Regions from separate parts of the Ovis aries genome. Here region 2 is linked to region 1. A link is a contact called in public Hi-C data. All regions are on one chromosome and are shown on one strand. Each heading gives the region's core, a stretch centred on a gene start, on an enhancer-like site or on the middle of the called end of the contact. The rest is flanking DNA. Distances are from core to core; before and after follow the strand shown.

Region 1 (2,561 bases), core at 37-2,536:
GATGGGTGGGGAGGGTGGGGGACCCCCTCAGAGCGGCTCCTGACCTTGGCCCCACGTGTGCTCAGTGCTGCAGGCAGAGCCCGGGTCCCAGGCCAGAAACCAGGGCACAGGCCATGCCATGCCGAGAGCCAGAAGGTGCCTGCGAATATCTGGTCCCTCTTCCCCCTTTCCACCAGCAAACAAGGCCTGGAGACGGGTCCAGCGTGGCCAGAGACAAGACACTGGCCGATGGAAGGACGGGCCCAGAGCCTGGGTCTTCTCTTGCCTCGGCCACTGACCTTTACACCCACTGCAAGGCCCACAAGAGGACCAGCAGACTCTGGTCTGAGACTGGCCAGGGCTAAGGTGCCCGAGGGGATGTTAGTCTGGGCAATGAGAGGAGCAGATGCTAAGATGGGACTTTGTTAGGGGAAATACCGATGTGGCAGGAAGTGAGCAGGACGGGGGAAAAGTTGAGAGAGCCTGAGATGGCAGAGTTGGCCCGACCCTAGTGCCAGGCAGAGCGGGGGAGGTGAGGGAAGGCTCGGTCAGGCCCCAGGGAGGCTTCGGGCTATGCTTGGCTGGAGTGCAGGTACCCCAGGTGTGGGCCACCTTGGCTTCCCCATGTGTGTCCCATGGACACTGGGCAGCAGCCTCAGGGAGTGTGGTCTTGGCACAGGGTGTCAGCGTGGCTGTGGGGCCCATGGCCCATTAGCTCCCTGGAGGTGGAGGCTTAGATCACAACCTCGGGCAGGGCCTTCAAATCCAGGTTCCTGGTCCTAGCTCTGGCTGTTGTGGTTCAGAGGCCTGGGGTAACTAACACACGTAGAGGATGGACACTTGTGTGTGTTCCTCTCTACAAGCCCCCGTCATCTCATTGCCTTCCTTCCTGGGTCCAGGCGTGCGTTCTGCTCTCCCTGTTGTTTTCCGCACACCATCACCCCCCATCGCTGCCTTGCATCACGGGCCAGCTCTGTGGCCGTTCGGGTTTCCAGACTCTGCTCTGAATTGCCAGCTGCGTAGGGGCAGGGACCAACGTTGGTTCTCTGCTGTGTCTCCAGAACCCTGGACAGCACCTGGCTCCCTGACGGATGGATGGATGGGCAAATGAATGAATGAGACAATAAAGGAAAAGGGAGGGACTGAGTGTGGGCAGGGTCCTCGGAGCCTTTCACCAAGCAGAGGGGACCTGGGGACAATGCAGGTCACCTACTTCCTCCTCTCATCTGCCATGACTCAGCCCCGTCTGCTCCCCGCCCATCCGGCCCTAAGCGTCCAGTCCCGGCTGCAGCCGGCTAACAAGGACAGGAGGTCTGGGTGTTCTGCCAAGAAGTGTGCGCCATGCCTCGTTCCAGCACGCCCGCCCTGGGGTGTGGGCAAGTGCCTTGGGATTGCTTTTTAATGGTCTGCTTTGTTGGCTTGACTTTGCCATCATAGCCAGCCAGCTTGGCTGCCAAGTGGCCGCATGTCAGCTCTGGGGCTGGACAGCTTCCCACTGCCCTGGGGGACCAGCCTGAGATGAGCACTGCCCCTCTTTCCAGGGGAAAGGGGATGCTGGCAACAGGGAGGTTGAGCATCATCTTGTTGCCTTTTCAATGGCTTCTCTTGGTACTTTCCGAGCTGCAGAGGCAAGCCCACTGTACCACCACTGCCCAGGTGGGCCTGAGTCCCGCAGGCTCAAGAGAAGCCACTGGTGCCGTTATGTTTAGGGCGCAGTTGGAGCTGAGTGGGACAGAAGGAGGGTCGAGGATGGGCTCTGGCCTACTTGAGGAGTGCTTGCTCCCTTCCTTGCCTCACAGTAGCTCTTCAGCAATTTCAAGGGGATGCATAGGCGTGTCCCTGCGTGGTCAGTGGTGAGGCCTGCCCTCTGCACCCACTGGCTTTGCTCTGGACCAGGGACCTTGAATTGCTGGTCCCCTGGGGGTGGGCGGCAGTTCTGTCCACAGGAGTCAGGCAGGAGCTGCTAACACAGAGTTGGGGGCCCAGGTCTGAGACCCTGCAGGGGCTGGAGGGCTGCATTTCTGGGTCGTTTTCTGCGGCTCCCAGAAGAGGCGGGTGGGGATGGAGTGGGGGACGCACAGCAGGGCTGGGAAGCAGCAGATCAGGGCCTTCATCATCCACAGCCTCCTTCAGGGCAGCAGTTTCAGGCCCGGGTCTGGGGTGACCCTGTAAGTTCATGGTCTAGCGCAGAGGCAAACTTTGCCTCTGGGTCATAGCACCCGCTGAACGAACTTCCTCCAGGCCTGCTCTGAGCTCCTTAGTTCTCTAAACCTCCCCACGGAGCAGCTCCTGGTGGTGCAGTTGGTTTGCATCTGCAGCTCAGAAAATCCCAAGAGCAGCCACTGAAAAGGCGGCAAGGTGATGCCCACCCACCCCTCTCCTCCAGCTCCTGAGGGCCGCCAGCCACCCCCAGCTCAGGGCTGCAGGGCTCCCCCTCCAATCCAGTCACTGGACTGCAGGCTGCTCAACCTCCTTCTGTCTCCTGCGACCACATGTATGTAGGGCCCAGTTCCCGCAGACCACATTTGGAGGGTGAGGACGCTGGGACTCTGGCAGCCTCAGGCCAGCAGCCCCTCCTGCCC
Region 2 (2,561 bases), core at 34-2,533, 200 kb after region 1:
CAGCAGAGACATCGGACGGGTGGGCCTCTGAGGCTGGGCAGCGGTGAGGAGTCAAGTGAATCTCAGACAAGACTCTCCACATGGCTGGGCACAGGCCGGCAGCCAGCAACGTGGCAGGGGCGTGGGTGGGCCACCCTGCTGGTCAGGCTGTGGGGTCAGGGCGTCTGTCCAGTGTCCTCGGGGTCACTGCCTGATGGCAGGCTCGCCCTGCAGGCAGCATCGGCTGCCTCTGACCGCTCGTGTGCTTGGGGCGTTCTAGAGAAATGCAGACAGGCTGCAGCAGGAGCCCAGACAAAATGCACTGGGGAGAAATGAAAACTAGACCAAAAAACACACACGTTCCAAATGCAAAAGTGAAAGCTGACTTGGATGCGACCCGAAGCGGCAGCTTGGCTCCAGGGCCCCACCCCTTTCTGCTGTCACAGTCCTGTCCAACTCTCTGCGAACCCATGGCCTGCAGCACACCAGGCTTCCCTGTCCTTCACCATCTCCCAGAGCTTGCTTAAGTTCATGCCCATTGAGTCGGTGATGCCATCCAACCATTTCATCCTCTGCCACCCCCTTCTCCTTTTGCTTTCAATCCCCATGGAAAACCCCATGGACCGTGTGAAAAAGCCCCTTTCTGATAAATGGCCCCATTTGAGTGATTTTCTAAGAATGAAAAACTGTCACCTGAGGTCACGTTTGTACTTCCCTGGCCTAGTGGGCGGAGACCAGGGGGTGGAGTCGGAAGCAGAGTCCTGTGGGAGGCACGCTCTCCTCCCACACACACTTCCCCCAACCCCAGTCCCCCTCTCCCCTCTTGTCTGCGTCTGGGCCCTAGGAGGGCTGGCCACCCACTGGGAGCCTGGCTGCTGTGGGCGAGAGCCATGTGAACCACCCGAGGGCATCATCCAGCTCTCTTTCAGAGCCACGGCCTCAGGGGATTCCATGGCCTCATGGGACTCCACGGCCTCATGGGACTCCACGCCCTCACAAAAGAGCAGAACCCAATGGAACGTTTGCCTTCCTGTTGAGCACACTTGTCAAGCCCCAGGAACCCGGAGCGGGGCGAGTCCCTTCACCTGCCAGGGGCTCAGGCTGCCCCCCAGCCCCCCAAGCCCAGCCCCTCTGGCCGGCGACATGGGAGCAGTGGCTCTGTCCGCCGCGATGAAGGCTGCCCCTCCCAAACAGGGCAGAGCGTGTCCCGGGCCAAAATGTTCCGGGAGGGCTTGGAAGAGGAAGTGCGTGCCCAGTGGGGCAAGGGTGGCAGGTTCCGGGGAAAGCAGAAGCTATCCTGCCCTCAAGAGCCGATTGTGCAAGCCCAAGGCAGGGCCCCGGGGATCAACAGGCCGAGACGGCGCGTCCTGGTCACAGTTGCTGTGACTAATTGCGGGATAAACAGGAAGGCGCTCCACCTGCCAGAGCCCGGCCAGCGCTCCCTGCGTGGCCACAGCCTCAGGGGCCCTGTGTTCCTGGGCGCTGAGTCTCTCAAGCTGTGACGCCAGCACTCAGTAGGGTGAAGGCGGCATCCGACCCCAGGCAGGAGGGGCCGGCGGGCAGGCAGCTGGGCCTCAAGGCAGACCCTCGCCCCAGAGCGTGCGTCTCCGCCTCCAGCGGCGGGACCTGGTCTGCTCATTTCCCTGTCACTCCCACTACCTGACAACACGTCAGGGCTTTTCTCCGGGCAACTTCCAGGAGCGGGATTTTTCCAGCACAGGTGGGAAGACCAGATTAAGAAGGGGCTTGAGGTCTCAGGACTGAGGGGAGCAGAGCAAGGAGTAGACGGGCTTCTGCCTCAGGCTGCCCTCCAGCCCTGCATACTGATCGCCCTGCTGGGTTCAAGGGGAAGTGCACACCTGACCGCAGAGTTTCTGACCTGCAGGCTCAGGGGCCTGTCATCTGTCACCATCGCCACCCCCTGAAGCCTGGCCCAGGGTCAGAGCACAGTACACTTGGTCCACAGCCAGAAACAGTGAACCAGGTATACAGCCCCAGAGACACAGGTGGTCTTCACTTGCCCGGAGACCTGCAGCCACAGCCCTCCCATACACACACACAAACCCTAGGCCCCACCCACCCTGGGGACACAGAGCAAGGGGGCAGGAGAACAAGTGTCCAACCTGAACCCTAGTCCAGCCCCTTCGGTGGAGGCCCTGGCTCACGATGAGTTTCCTGGGCTCTGCGCTGGAAGCTCCTGACTGCAACGTCAGACAGAAACTAACAACAATCCCTCAGTGACAGGCCCATGCAGACAAAACACGGGTGATGGTCAGCCCCGTGAGCAGTCCCTAACCAGTCTGTGCCACTGACTTGAGGCTGAGGCCATTCCCTGGAGGACAATCTCCAAGGACACTGCTGCTTCTGGATTTTCACCCTTTTACATGCATCCCTTCCACTCCTGGAAAGAAATCTACACCTTGAGGCTTGGGTTTTCTTAATTTGTGGCCAAATTCCTGCCAGATTTCATGGGCTTGGAGACCAGGTATAACAGGGTAGTCAGGGCCAGGCCACCTGCTCATCATCGCAGAGAGGAATGACAAACCCCACACAGATACACACATGCACGTGTGCAGACACAT

Evidence for each region. Hi-C and Micro-C count contacts between places; a contact is called where the count stands out from the background.
Region 2: a Hi-C map of tail adipose tissue shows a contact between it and region 1, with 1.6 times the contacts expected there. The contact joins two enhancer-like sites. A contact is called at or near these places in 2 of 16 Hi-C or Micro-C datasets (muscle and tail adipose tissue).

Annotation. Positions count from the first base shown.
Region 1 is chr1:264,105,040-264,107,600 of ARS-UI_Ramb_v3.0, forward strand. No RefSeq gene overlaps it. Among named protein-coding and RNA genes, the nearest start is that of SIK1, 100 kb to the right of the region's middle. Within about 2 kb of position 1,287, at least 15 of the 54 cell types and tissues checked have an H3K27ac peak or open chromatin away from gene starts, as enhancers often do. A contact at or near this core is called in tail adipose tissue, where this site is marked.
Region 2 is chr1:264,306,303-264,308,863 of ARS-UI_Ramb_v3.0, forward strand. No RefSeq gene overlaps it. Among named protein-coding and RNA genes, the nearest start is that of HSF2BP, 98 kb to the right of the region's middle. Within about 2 kb of position 1,284, at least 36 of the 54 cell types and tissues checked have an H3K27ac peak or open chromatin away from gene starts, as enhancers often do. A contact at or near this core is called in tail adipose tissue, where this site is marked.